Regions from separate parts of the Mus musculus genome. Here regions 1, 2, 3 and 4 are each linked to region 5. The links are chromatin contacts, called in public HiChIP or PLAC-seq and promoter capture Hi-C maps. All regions are on one chromosome and are shown on one strand. The core of a region is the stretch at or near the end of the contact, and the rest is flanking DNA. Distances in the headings are between cores, read along the strand shown. Region 1 holds the start of 1700017L05Rik (RIKEN cDNA 1700017L05 gene). Region 2 overlaps Polr2b (polymerase (RNA) II (DNA directed) polypeptide B). Region 3 holds the start of Rest (RE1-silencing transcription factor). Region 4 holds the start of Rasl11b (RAS-like, family 11, member B). Region 5 holds the start of Tmem165 (transmembrane protein 165).

Region 1 (2,700 bases), core at 134-2,633, 1.3 Mb after region 5:
ACTGGGCTTAAAAGGTAGCTCAGAGGTTAAGAGTTGTTTAGAATTTGATTTCCAGCACCAAGACCAGAAGGCTCACAACTACCCGCAATTCCACACTCAGGGCACACAACACCTTCATCTGATCTCTACAGGCACCTGCACTGAGGGGTGCATACCTCTCCCACATATACTCATAATTAAAATAATGAGTCTTAAGAATCGTTCGTATTTATTTTTGACAGTTTCCTCAATGTCTATCATAAATTTTAGTCCTTTTTACACTCTTCCCTGTCTCATCCCCTTCCTTTTCCTGTTGAACCCCCCCCCCCACTTTCCAACAAGCCCCCATCCTACTTTGATGCCCCCCCCCCCCCGTGTGTGTGTGTGTTTGACTTACTGAATCCAATTAAGATTCCTTGTATGGGTGAGAGGTTATTTGGAGCATGTGTGGTTTATCAATGGCTTCTCCACTGAAGAAACCACCCCCACCCCCCACCCCTGTCATGGACTGCGGATATGCTCTGTGGAGAGCCGAAGATACAAGGAGCTCCTCTCTAATCCATGATAAAACGCTGGCAGGCTGAACCTTGTACAGTCCTTGTGGCTCTCGGAGTTTCCTGTCAAGACTATTGGTGACTTTTCGAGCCTATCGTGAAGGAACTTCCCGTCCAGTTCTATCTCCCCATTTACATTGCTCTGGGTCCCGATGTAGCTGATATTTAAATCAGGCCCACGATGCTGTGATGGTATACCGTACAAGGCTCCAGTCTCAGCACAGGGCTGAGCCCTGAACACCTTCAAACATCAACAGTTAGTGACCGAGGCACCCGCCTTAGACCAGCTGAACCTATTATTAGTGAATGGAAGAAGACACAGCCAGCGGACCTTGTATGCTATCCCGAGGGCCTGTCAAGGCCTCTTTCACACTGTCTCCACCAGTCCCAGGCACGGTGGCTTCAGTTTGGAGGGAGCGGTGGAGAGCAGTGTATGTCGAGAGAAACACTGCCCCCTGGCTGCCATCCTGGTCTCTGGACGCTGGGTACTTTCATCTGAAAACCTCAAGCCAAAAGAAACTCAGGTTGATTGTTTCCAGGAGGCAAAAAAAGTGTCCCAAGATGGCTTGTTAGACATGAAAGTGGCCGGCGACTTCTAACTTGCAGATTTTCTTGCTAACAAAATATGATAAAGTTATGTCTCACTGGGGACACAGCTACATATTCATGAAAAAGAAACGGACTGGCAAAAATCCTCTAGCACAGTCTTAGTCATGCTTTCCGTGGGTGGTGGGGTCCTGACGAACTGGTTCTTACACACCCCGTTCTGCTGTCCAGATTTCTGACAATTGAGTATGTATTACGTCACAATGAGAACCCTGAATCCCGCCAACACATTTGCTTACCGAGCGGCAGACGCTGGAATGAACACCAGATGGGGAGGTCTGTGTGAATTTTTGCCACTGTCTCCTTCCCATCCTAGTTGTCCCAAATGAGAGGCCCGTGGGTCTGCCAGAGGAGAGTTCTGTATGGTACAAAGGCTTGGGGGGAATCTGTTCCCTGTCTTTCTACAAAGATGCTCGTCACAGCCCATCCCTGCCAAAGGCTGTCCCTGGGACACATATGATGGTTTCCAGTACTACCCTCGGGTTTGATGATTCCCTAGAGGGACTCTCAGGATCTAGCAAGGCTGTTGTCTTCACAGATATGGTTTGTACAGCGAAAGGATACAGATTAATAGGCATGTATCAATAACTACTATACGGGGTCACTCGTGTGTGTGTGTGTGTGTGTGTGTGTGTGTGTGTGTGTGCATAAGTGATTGATGCTTAGAGTCTTTTGAGGGAAGATGGATGGCCAGGAAGGCAAAGCGTCTAGAAATCATGTCATATGAAGGATATGACAGTATTTAATATGGAAGCAAGAAGGCCCACCTTACACTGCCTGTGTTTGATGGGTTGCCATGGAGAAGCAGAAGCAGACACATGAGGTCTAGTTCTAGAGGAGATGAGGAGATCCAATAAGGAAGGAGCAGGAGGCTGGAGCCTGCAGAGGTGACAGGAGCTCTCTAAGAATTACAAGTGCCCAATGGCAGATCCAGACTTCTAGACTGTTCAGTCCTTGACACTATGAGTGAGAAGATATGGCCCTTTGCAGGTTCACTGGGATGATCTCAGAGGTGCGTGGGAGCTTGGCTGACAGTGGCTCTACAGCTCTCTCTTCTAGTGTGTGCCTTGCTCATTTCTCTTGCTAGCATCCGGTAGGATGCACCATTCACAGCAGGCCTTGGGAGTACTTGGTAGTATTGCACCTTTGAAGGGGTTGCTAATCCCGTGGAATGTAGGAAGCAAAGGCCTCTTAGCCTCTACCTTGTTATCTCCCTAGATTGAAACCTCAGCTTGCCCTAGCCAGTGTTTCTTTTTAGGATGATTAAAGTCTTTGGCTCCGTCTGAACCCATTCATTTTAACTATTCCATTTCCCAAGAATATCATCTCATTACTTTTTCAATGACTCAATATTTTCAGCACAAGTGAACGAGTCCAGAAAGTCATTTCAGCCATTGATTATTTTTGGTAACCTTCTGATCTATTCTGAATCTCTCTTCTTTTAATTCTCATTTATGCCCTCCTGTCTCGTCATCTGTTCAGAGCTGAAAATAGTAACTTGGCTTGACCTTATTATCTACCGTTTAAGATTTTATGGTCTTTGGTTAAATCTCATCTTAAT
Region 2 (2,700 bases), core at 190-2,689, 1.2 Mb after region 5:
TAGCCACCTATCCATTACAGTAGTTAGGGCAGCAGCTACTAAGATCTAACTGTGGCCTGAAAGATGGTGCCACAACTGTGGTGGCATGGGGAGAGAGCAGCAGGGTGGTGTTGGTTTCATATTTAAAATTAGAAATTAGGAGGCTAGGGTCTGAGGCTTGAGTTTGTCGCTAATTCACTCTGGAGGCGTATGTATGTTCTTACCTTAGAGTCGTGAGAACAATAAAGCTTGTTTATTTAGGGTTAGGGGAAGCACTCTGTAGTTATAGACCATGTTACATGGAGGAGTACTGATAGTAAGGATGGCTTCCCTGGGAGTGATGGTTTCAGGGTTAAGCAAGCAGAGCATTTGCCTCACACACAGGTTCAGGGAGGAGGAGACAGCAACAGTTTCCATGATACAAACATCCAAGTGTTTGTGACAAATAGGATGAAAGAAAATGGATTTCAATGAAAGGATAGGTTTCCCTGCTTCCCAGAGGGTCCTTTACTGTTTGTTTTTGAATGTACTGTAGGAATCAACTCAATTGTGGCCATTGCATCCTACACGGGCTATAATCAAGAAGACTCTGTTATCATGAATCGTTCAGCTGTGGATCGAGGCTTTTTCAGGTCAGCTTATAGTAATATTTGTTGAAACACAGATATAGTGGAAATGCATTTTTTTTCATAAAGTTTTTAAAGAATAAGCTTGACTGCCCTAATCCAAAAGCAGACCTGGCTGGTGGTCATACAGCTATTGGCGGTGAGTCTTGTGTCTCTGGGTTTTCAGATGTGATATTTTAAATGTTTTTCTGTTGTAAGCAAATATGTAATTGCATTTAGATAATATAGAAACATCTAAGGAAGAAATAGAAAATAGAACTCTGAAATAACTGCTGGTAAAATAATGGTGTGTTTTATCTGTTTTCTTGTTTGTTTTTAGAGACAATTTCACTATGTAGTTGAAGCTGGCCTTGAACTTACAGTGTAGTCCAGGCTGGCTTTGAACTTACAGTGTAGTCCAGGTTGGCTTTGAACTCACAGCAGTCCTTCATCCCAGTCTTCTGGGTTTTGGGATTACAAATGTGCACCATGACTTGGCTTCCTATATTCCCCTTTCTTACTGACAATAGATTAATCTTAAATATGTAGTAGCATAAGAAGGTTCTTTCAAACACGGGGGATTTAGAGGGGAAACTTTTCTCCTTATATAATTCTATAAAGCAGCACCAGGACTGAAGTGTGGACATCATAACTTCATATAAAAACGCCTCAGTGGGGATACTTGAGCAGATGAAGGCAGGCCGTGCTCGGGCTGCTAGGAGAGGAATTCTGTCAGTAGGAGGCTGGACTTATTACCTGGGTCCCCCTGGTCTCATGTGTGATGCCAAGTGTTTACAGTTGTGAGTCAAATGCTACATGTAAAATCCATTTAAACTGAACCTTGACCCTAGTACATAGTGACCCTTGTGCCTGTTTTGTGGTTCAAATTGTCTCTCAGATATCAGTTAAGCCAAACACCATTGCTGTAATCTAAGCCATTTTACTGAAAGAAAATATAAATGACCTTTGCAACTGTGTTTTTAGGTCTGTTTTCTACCGATCATACAAAGAACAAGAGTCTAAAAAGGGATTTGATCAAGAAGAAGTGTTTGAGAAGCCTACACGTGAGACATGCCAGGGTAAGAGACAGCGATGTCTGCTGGGGTCAGGGCTTGTTAGCAGCATTCTTCAGTGTCAGCACGAAAGCCACAGCGAGCTCATACACAGGCGCAGGAAGACTAGCTCCGGGTGACCAGCTCTGACTTAAGCCAGACATAACAGTCCATATTGGCCTTTGATTTGAAGACTCCTATGTAAAGCATTGTGGAATTTCTTAAGACCTCATACAGGATATTCAGAACATACAGGACAAAACCAGGGTATGTGGTCAGCATGTCCTTTAGCCAAGTCACTTTTTTGTGTCAGTGACTGGTAGGCATGTTACAGCAACAATATGAAATAGCTGGCAGGCATGAACAAAATGACTACAGCTATTCTGGGGGGAGTTAGACCATAATAACGTCAAACTGTGGGGTTCCCCTTTCACTGCTGTGCTGGCCTGTGCAGTGTTGCCAGGCTGTGCTGCTGTTCCTCTTATCTAGCGTGTGCGTGTGCGTGTGCGTGTGTGTGTGTGTGTATGTGTGTATGTATGTATCCTGTGGTGCTCTTAGAGCTCAGACTTAAGGGCATTCTTGCTTCAGATCTCTTCTCCTTAGTCGGTGGGGAAGAAAGAAGTGAGGCTGTGTTATCTCATGGCCACACGTCCCGCTGCATTCTCACTCTGCTGCTTGCTTGTTCTTCAGTGTCTTCTCTAAACCGCTGTGAGAGCAGCACAGTTTATTAGCTAAAATACTGCTCAACATCTTAAGATAATGAAAGGATATTCAGCAGTTCTTGTCTCCTGTTAGTCACTGTCACAGGCCACTTAGAAAGTTCTTACCCTAGCGAAGTGGACTCCTAACAGTATTGTGTGAAGGTATAGTGTCCTTTTTTTTCTTAAGTTCTTCCTTACTGCATTCCCATTGGTTGGTTCTATGTAGCAGTAAGTGGGTGGTCAGTGGAATTATGATGCACAACTTGGCCAGGCAGTGGTGGCCTGTGCCTTTAGTCTCAGCACTTAGGAAGCTGAGGCAGGTGGATCTTTGAATTCTAATCTTGGAGTTTAAGGCCAGTCTGG
Region 3 (2,700 bases), core at 96-2,595, 1.1 Mb after region 5:
TTCAATTTTGTACCAACTAGTAATATATTGTAGGGTTTTGTTTTGTTTTGTTTTTTTTTTTTGAAAGATGGGTTCTACAGCGTGCCAGAAAAGAGGTAAAGGAAAATGTCAGAGAAACCTGAAGCTCTGCTTCCAGCCTCTTAGCACCCACCTGCTGCTACCTCTGTAGTAATGCCAACGAGAGGTTCACACATTTAGATCCGGAAATGCCGGGCCCTGAAGGCGGCCGAGAGCTTTAAACTCTAGCTGGTAGTTCACTAACTACAAATTAAAGGCTACAAGGCCCACTTCCAGGAAGACATTAAAAGCAGGCTAAAAAAGCATTTCAGGTGAGAAGGGACAGGACCTGAGACTCCCTGTCCCCATTATAAGACGTCAGGTACTGAACTGGACTTGGCTTTGTCTCAACCCCCACAAGGACTGATTTTCTCCTGGTTAAGAGTTTGCAATGTGAAAGCATTTTGACCTCATGAAGCTTAAAATTACAGTTAAGCATAAAGATCTGTGTAGGCAGGCACTTAGATTTTGTTTCTTTGATTGAGAAAGGTCTCACTTTGTAGCTATGGCTGGCCTGAAAATTCTTACATAGCACACTAAAGCTTTAAGCTCTCAGCAATCCTCCTGCCTCTGTCTACTGAATTCTGAGTCTGATTGCAGACAAGAGCAATCCCCCACCCCCGGGCCCCCCAATTTGTCAAGTCAATGACCTGGATCTCCTGGTGCTCACGCCTTTCAAGTAGGATTACAGACTTGTGCAGCCAGGGCCGATTTTCGGGTTTTGTATTGTTTTTTAATTTCTTGCACTAGTGTCCCTAAGTAGCCCAGGTTGATCTTGAACTCCGGCCTTTAACTCTTGATCCTCCAGTCTCAACAGCATTCTGAGTGTTGGGATTAACGGCGAGAGCCCACACGCCAGGCCTGAACAGTATTTTTCGAGGCTTCAGCCTTACTTAAGAGGCCAGTGACAATACTTCTCAAGAGGGCGGTCAATGCCTGCACGTTTTTTCCTCCAACAACCCCAATTCTCGTGCACGCCCGGGTAAGGCTGGGGCTAACTTCTGCTATTTGTTTATAAAAGAAAGAAGCTCAGGGAGTAGGTTCCGCCCCTTTAATGAGCCTAAGGCGGGAGTCGGGGGCCGGGCGGATTAGGTAAGTTTCCCCCGAGGCGCGCCCCCAGGCAGGCCAGGAGTCCACTTCGAGCCTCGGGACCGAGGGGCGGGGCGCGCTCGGCGGCCACGCGCGCGGGCGGGGAAGGGGGCGTGTCGGCGGGCGCGCGCGGACGGCGAGGGGGCGTGTCCGGCGGGCGGGCGGGCGGCGACGGCGCGGGCCGGGTGCGCGGCGCAGCGTCCTGTGCTGGAATGTGCGGCTCCCGCGAGCTCGCGGCGCAGCAGCAGAAGACCGAGGAGCGCCGCCGAGGCCGCGGGCCCCAGACCCGGGCGGCCGGGACCGCAGCGACGGCAGAACCAGGGCCGGCGGTCTGATCCCGCTCCGCGATCGCACCCCGGGATCTCGAGGGCCTCGACGCCCAACTTTTCCCCGCTCTCCCTCCCCTCCCCTCCCCCGAAAGTCCAGCAACAAAGAAAAGGAGTTGGAGCGGCGGCGACGCGGGGGTGGCGGACCGTGGGCGCACAGTTCAGAGGGTAGGACGCGGCGGAGCGAGGAGAGCGACGGGGGAGGGCGGCGGGCAGGCGCGGAGCGGCGCGAGGCGCTGTCCAGGGCTGATTTGCAGATACTGTGGCTCGGGCGGCGCGGCGGCCGGGCGGGGGCGGGATCGAGTTACGGAGCGAGTCACGGGCTGGGCCGGGGGCTGGTGCGGAGCGGCGTGGGCATCGGCCCCCAGCGGAGCACGGGGAGGCCCTTCCGCACGGCGCTGAGATCCGGGGCCACGGAGGCCGGAGCGCCGCTGCTGGTGACCGCGGTCCTGAAACTTCCCCCCTCCGCCCTCCCTCCGCCTCGGGCCCAACGCCCCCGGCCCCGCCGGCGTCCCAGGCTCGCCGCCCCCTCCCCCCCAGTCGTAGCAGGGCCGGAAGGCGGCCGCCCCGCTTGACTCAGCCCGGGGCACGGGCGGCGCCGGCGGCAGGCTGGACAGCGATTTCTGCGGCCCGCGCTGGCTCTGCGCAGCGGGGGAGCGAAGTTCGCAAACTTCCGGGCCACGGGGGCGGCGGTGGCGGCCCGCGTGGGGCCCCTCGCAGCGACCGGGGGCCGACAGCCTCGGGAGGGCGCCGCGGAGCCCCGGTACAGGCCCGATCGGACGCGGGTAGCGAGGTAACTTTTCCGCCCAGTCCCGGCCGGGCTAGTGGCGGGCGGCGGGGGAGGGGGCTGCGGGGCCGCGGCCGGCCGGGGAGGCGCCTCTAGGGTGGTGGGCAGCGCGTGAGGTCCGAGCCCAGGCACCGCCCGCGGGTTGGTGGCGGAGAGGAAGCAAGAGGGCCCAAGTTTGCAAAGAGCTGCTTTGTGTTTGGTATTTTGAGAAAATGGCCGAATGCCTATTTCAGTTAGGAATGCCGCCGCCGAGGCCGGCGCTGGTGGCAGCGGCACATAGGAATTCGGTGCAACACGTTGCTCTCGGGCTGTGCTTAGCACAGTCTGCCCGAGAGACGTGGAGATTTCCTTGGGAGTGTGGCTGCCGAGGTGCGTGGGGGAAGCTTTAGAGTGGATGTTGAGGTCCGTTGTGGAATCCGTGGGGCTGTTGAACTAGGGGAG
Region 4 (2,700 bases), core at 134-2,633, 2.0 Mb before region 5:
CCGATTTCTTCACCCCTTCAAACTGTTACTAGATACAGGGTTTGTCCCGGTCTGACCAGAGTAGGAGGGTAAATTCTTATTACCTGGTGAATGAAGCCCAGAATGGACTGTGATTAAACAAGAAACGGTGTGTTGAGCCTGGAATCAGCTTCTTTTGCTTTTCTACCTTCAATAAAGGTGTACAAAATGCCACAGGCTTTGCTCTTAGGCACCAAGATAAAAGGCCCTGAGGGTTGTAAGGGCATGCTGGTGGCGATAGATAAAGTAGGTTGCTGAAGTTGGGATCTGGCCAGCAGTTGTCTGTGATTTTCTCTGATGAGGACACGGGGGTACTTGGTATTTTTATGAGTGCTAGACTCCTCATCTTCCTTGGCGACAAGCCACTTTTAACTAACCTTTATGACTAGGCTAACCGTGGGGCCCCTCTGCCTCCCGGTGAGTCCAATCCACAGCTGCACTGACTTCTTGTCTTACCTTTCACAGATCTGGGAGGAGGCGTGACTGGGCTAGCCATGCAAGCTTGTTCTAGTGACTTTTAGCCTGGCTTTGCCTCTCGGGGTGCGGTACTTGCTTTCCACGTTGTGTGCCTTCTCGTGGGCTTGCACTGTTGGCAAGAACTAGAACAAAATAGGTATTTTGCCCCAAAGACAAACGCCACATTTTGGGTCACGGAGGGGTGCCTTTGTTTAGGAATACAAGGATGGGGAAAATGTATAATCCAGGATAATACTTTGAATGTAGCCAAGTCAGTGCAAAGATGTCGAGCGCACGAGCAGAACATAGGGCAGGGCCAAACAGGGCAGTGACCTATGGGGCTCCCAGCAGGTTCCTTGGGGTCAGAGGTGGAGAAGCCAGTGGTCAGAGAGGTTAGGGGACCTGGGACCCAATTCAGAGAATGCCTAGGGACTGACCTACGGAGGCCCAGCGGCGAGGTTGGCAGACAAGGGTGGGTGCTTCTAAACCCACCGCGGATCTGAGATCCCGCGGACACGCCAGGTCTCCTATGAAGGCAAGGACAGATTCCCCCCACGTGGACCTGAGACCCAGCAGACACGGCCAGATCCCCCCACGCGGATCTGAGACCCCGTGACCCCGCAGGCACCGGTGCGGCCGCGTGCTAGCGCAGCGGGAGCCGGCTGGGTCCCGCACGTTGCCACCCTCGCGCCGGCCGCCCTGTTTTCCTCGGATCTCACGGGGCCCCGCACTCGCTCTCGGCTCCTGTGGGGGCGCAGCCTGGTAGTGCAGGCCGTGGGCGGGGCCTCGAGCGGGGCGCTCGGGGATTGGCTGCTGGAATGGAGGCGGGGCCTGGGCCAGAGAAAACCCGCGCCCCGGCGGCTGCCATCCCAGCCGCGATCCGGAACCCCCGAGCCTCTCTTCTCGTCGCGCTCTCCCGTTCTTTCCAGTTTCTGCCCGCGCGCCCTCCGACGGGGTACCCTCCTCTCCTTGCAGCGCGAGCCGTCTCCTGTCCTGACTTTCCTCCCCGCTCCGTGCAGCCGGGCCGTAGCGGCGATGCGCCTCATCCAGAACATGTGTACCATCGCAGAGTACCCCGCCCCAGGCAGCACCGCTGCCGACTGCTGCCTGGGGGCTGCGGGCCGCCGGCTCGTTAAGATCGCCGTGGTAGGGGCCAGCGGCGTGGGCAAGACCGGTGAGTCCATGCGAGGAACCCGCTTGGTGGAGGGGCGGGACGTGGGAGACCCCCGCTCGGACTGGAACTGAGAGACGGTGGGCGTTGCAGTGGGATCCTCTGCCTCTTCATGTCTCTGCTTTAACGAAGAGGGTCACTGGGGCCCAGAGCGTCCCGCCGACTTTCGGGCCAGAGTAGAACTTTGGGGCTTTGGGCTTTTGGCAGGATCTGGGGCGGAATGGGGGAGCTAGTGATTGTAACCCCTCCAGGAGTTCCGTAAGGTTAGGAAGAAGTTTGCCTGCTGGAAGGCTTAGGTGTGGCCCAGCTGGGCTCCGCGGAGGGGCTGGGCCTCAAGACCCTTCCTGCTGGCAGAGCTGTAATTCACTCCTACCTCCTTGTGTCTGGTAGAGGGTCAAGGAGCCCTCGGTGGCCGGCTGTGACTTTCTTTGGAAGAGTTGTTTTCCAGGTGGGGGTGGGGTGGAGAACCGTCTAACTTAGTGGGTTAACAGTCTGTTTTCTTTTCTGAATTGCAGCTTTGGTGGTCCGATTCCTCACTAAACGATTCATCGGGGACTACGAACGAAATGCAGGTGAGGAAACGTACGGAGACCAACCCTGTTGGGATGGCCGCCCTCATTTCTCAGTACCTTTAAGGACACTTCCTTCAGAGTGACAGTGTTTAGCATCAAGATTCTGCTACTTCCAATTCTGCACGCCCCCTCCCCCTCCCCCTTCCCCCTCCCCCCAGCTGCCATCTGGCCTCATTCCATTCTTGGCGCATTCATCATTTTATCAAGTGCCCGAAAGTATTCCCTGTGGTATGTTTTAACTATAGGGACCCCAGTTGGAAGCACCGTTTGTACTCCAAGGCCTTGTCCTTTAAAACATGCCTGCAAAAGTCATAAAAAAAAAAAATACCCAACCAAACAAAAAACCCAGCTGCAAGCTCCTCCCCCACCCTCTCCCTCTGCTGGCTGCCTTTCAGGGGCGACCTTTGAAAGCAAAGGCCAAAGAAGAGTTGTAAGCCTAAAGTTCTTTCCTTAACAAAGACAAATAAGTAGCTGCTATGATTC
Region 5 (2,700 bases), core at 162-2,661:
TCTTCAGACTCTGCTCCTGTAACACTGCCATGCCAGCTCCCTTCTGGGGACAGAGCTTTAGAGCCCCATTGCCTAACATCTTCTGTTGAACAGATTTCCTGTCTTGCTCCAGAGCCACTGGAACATTGCAATCAGCATCTCAGTCTCCTGCAGCTGTAGCCCTTGAGCCATTTGCTTTTTCTTTGCTTTATGTGGGGTAACTAGAATTTAGCCAGGAGGCCTTTCTCTGAGATGATCATAGACTAGAGAACGCCAGGAAAAAAAATAATAAACCTGGTCCCTAGCAGAACTCAAGGATCCGTGACACCTAACTCTTCTGCCTCCATCTACTGGGCTGCTTCTTTTATTCTCTCCACTTGACACTCCTATCTCCTCTGCAGGCCCTTTTGAGCAAGGCAAATCTTTGCAGAAAAAGGAGGTGGCTGAAGGAGTCTAGACTTCTGATCCCTGTCATGTTGTATTCTGAGGGCTCAGGACATTTACACTCCAGGAATGAACTTGGAGGTACAACAACTGCACCCCAAACTATGTGTAGGAAGCATCTTGGTTATCTCACAATACTGGGAGCATAAATAAGCTATAGCTTGAAGGGTTCTGTAAGGAGCAATGCTGAGTAGGCTAAGGAGAGGTTGCAAGAATGGCTTGTGAAACAGGAGTAGGATTTAGATTAGTGCCTGGCACATGGTTAGCAATTTGTGGTGTGTGTGTGTGTGTGTGTGTGTGTGTGTGCGCGCGCGCGTACGGTATCTCAGCTTTTCTTTAGAAAAAAAAAAAAAAATCCAGCCCTAGTCTAACGCCTAACTAACCATTCTTTCCTGTCTTCTACTTTTGCCTACTCAAGGCCTCCATCCCACAGAAACCCTAACCACTCAACTCCAAACCTTTTCAGGATATCCTATTTCAGGATAAGGCATCCTGAGCCAGGGCAGTGATGACTTTTGGTCTGCGGCTATTCAACAATGTTTTAAAATCAAGCTTGGACGTTCTCATCTTTTACTTCCGAATCTTACTTCAGAACCTTCAAAAAACCCCAGCATATGGACCCCCAAAGAACATTCTGTGTAGGCGGTCCAGGGACGTGGTGAGGGTGGGTGGATCGTAACTTAAAGGTGTGGCAGTTCCTGCCACGTAGGTAGCGGGGCTGGGACTCACTTGACATTTAATAGAAGTGGAGGTGGCGGCGGCTTAGGCCTTAAAGACCTAAGGCTCTTGAGGAAGTACTGGTAGGAGCCTGGCAGCCTGACCTCTCCAGGGCCAATAAGGGGGTCTCTGGTGGGACCCGAGAGGACGCAGGGAGAGTCCATCAAGCAGCTCCAGCTACCTGGCCCGGCGCGCCGGGTCCAATAGGACCAGTGAGCGAGCCGCACCTCAACCTGCCGGAAACGTCACGACGCCGGGCTGACGTCGGGCCAATGGGAGGTCGTGTTGGCCAGGGGGCGGGCCGGAGGAGTTGGGCCGCGGAGGCAGTTGGAGGAGTGTGTGGCTTCTGCTGCCCAGCTGCTCCGGAGCTCCCGCCGCCGGTCCGTCCCGGTCCGGTCCCCGCGTCCCGCGTGCTGCAGGGCTGCCCCCTGAGCGGCAGCCAGGCCTGACGGAGGCGCCTGCCGGCACGCCGGGCTCGACGCTTCCCTTCGCCTGCACTTCTTCCTGCCGCAGCGCGGTGCCGGCTGGGCGGGCGGGATGGCGGCCGCGGCCCGGGGGAGCGGCCGGGCGCCGACGCGAAGGCTGCTCGTGCTCTTGCTGCTTCAGTTGCTCTGGGCCCCGGCCGGGGTCCGCGCCGGCCCGGAGGAAGACCTGAGCCATCGGAACCAGGAGCCGCCGGCGCCCGCCCAGCAGCTGCAGCCGCAGCCCGCGGCGGTGCAGGGCCTCGAGCCGGCCCGGGCCGAGGTGAGAGCCCGGGCTGGTGGGGATGGGGCGGGCTGAGGCCGCGGAGCCCGCAGTCGGGTACCAGGCTCCCGCGCTGGCGGCGCCGCCCTCTTTCCGAAGAGGCTGGGGGAGGGGAGCCGGCCCCTGCTCCGCTCGCTGGGAGGAGGGTGACAAGACGGCTTTCTTAGGCGCGGCCTGGCCTGGCCTGGCTGCTTGGGGGAAGGGAAAGTGAGGGCCCCAACCGGGGCTCCCCAGAGGTCCTCTAGATCCCTGGTACCGACAGGCTTGCTCTGGATTCTGCCTTCTGCTGATCACATGGGCCATACTGAAAAGACTGGAAATCATCATCCCAAGTAGAAAGTTTTTAGTACAGAGCCGCTGGGAGACTTGTCTCTCTCGAAGTAGCATCACATTGTTGGAAGTATCAGCCATTGTTGAAGCAACCCAACCAGAGATGCTCACCCGAATTCAGCTCGGCACACCCTGTGGTTCTTGCCAGATACAGTGTCTAGAGATTATGCGTTGCCACCCTCCCTTAAAAAAAAAAAAAAAACAAAAAAACGTGTTTTGGCATGAAGGAAGTTGCCCTTGAATGCAGAGACTTGTGCCCAAAGGTAGAGCGCTCTATAGTGAGGGATTCCAAAACTCCATTTATAGGTAAACTAGAGCCTCATAAGTTTCTTTAACCATTACCAGATAGATAGAAATTAACCTTTTAATCTATGTTCGTAGAATTTCTCCTTTCTATGTTACTTTCCTCTGAGTTGGACTCTCTATTTCCAATTTTGACTCCTACATTCTGGAGTTTTTTTAGTCTCTTAGTAGGGTCCATTTTGG

The links. Promoter capture Hi-C pulls out the DNA fragments that hold promoters and counts their contacts. HiChIP or PLAC-seq counts read pairs in DNA pulled down with a chosen protein or histone mark. Capture Hi-C pulls out chosen DNA fragments and counts their contacts.
Region 1: an H3K27ac HiChIP or PLAC-seq map of thymic regulatory T cells shows a contact between it and region 5, with 7 times the contacts expected there. The contact joins the promoter of 1700017L05Rik here to the promoter of Tmem165 in region 5. A contact is called at or near these places in 1 of 39 promoter capture datasets (liver), 2 of 484 Hi-C or Micro-C datasets (B cells and CD4 T cells) and 1 of 115 datasets of contacts at active chromatin or transcription factors (thymic regulatory T cells).
Region 2: a promoter capture Hi-C map of liver shows a contact between it and region 5, with 3 times the contacts expected there. The contact joins the enhancer-like site here to the promoter of Tmem165 in region 5. A contact is called at or near these places in 2 of 39 promoter capture datasets (liver and neutrophils).
Region 3: a contact with region 5 is called in a promoter capture Hi-C map of pre-B cells, with 3 times the contacts expected there. The contact joins the promoter of Rest here to the promoter of Tmem165 in region 5. A contact is called at or near these places in 5 of 39 promoter capture datasets (the 3T3-L1 cell line, the C10 cell line, cranial neural crest and 2 more), 1 of 484 Hi-C or Micro-C datasets (pre-B cells) and 1 of 115 datasets of contacts at active chromatin or transcription factors (thymic regulatory T cells).
Region 4: a promoter capture Hi-C map of adipose tissue shows a contact between it and region 5, with 3 times the contacts expected there. The contact joins the promoter of Rasl11b here to the promoter of Tmem165 in region 5. A contact is called at or near these places in 2 of 39 promoter capture datasets (hippocampal neurons and pre-B cells) and 1 of 9 other capture datasets (adipose tissue).

Annotation. Positions count from the first base shown.
Region 1 is chr5:77,464,105-77,466,804 of GRCm38.p6, forward strand. 1700017L05Rik (RIKEN cDNA 1700017L05 gene) reads left to right here and starts at 1,384. Exons shown (of 2, transcript NR_131050.1): 1 at 1,384-1,713.
Region 2 is chr5:77,338,807-77,341,506 of GRCm38.p6, forward strand. It overlaps Polr2b (polymerase (RNA) II (DNA directed) polypeptide B), which reads left to right. Exons shown (of 25, transcript NM_153798.2): 17 at 515-611; 18 at 1,569-1,663. Among named protein-coding and RNA genes, the nearest start is that of Polr2b, 30 kb to the left of the region's middle. Within about 2 kb of position 1,440, at least 3 of the 459 cell types and tissues checked have an H3K27ac peak or open chromatin away from gene starts, as enhancers often do. A contact at or near this core is called in liver, where this site is marked.
Region 3 is chr5:77,264,149-77,266,848 of GRCm38.p6, forward strand. Rest (RE1-silencing transcription factor) reads left to right here and starts at 1,346. Exons shown (of 4, transcript NM_011263.2): 1 at 1,346-1,640.
Region 4 is chr5:74,193,943-74,196,642 of GRCm38.p6, forward strand. It overlaps Rasl11b (RAS-like, family 11, member B), which reads left to right and starts at 1,384. Exons shown (of 4, transcript NM_026878.1): 1 at 1,384-1,648; 2 at 2,161-2,217. The coding sequence starts at 1,510.
Region 5 is chr5:76,182,469-76,185,168 of GRCm38.p6, forward strand. It overlaps Tmem165 (transmembrane protein 165), which reads left to right and starts at 1,412. Exons shown (of 6, transcript NM_011626.2): 1 at 1,412-1,884. The coding sequence starts at 1,678.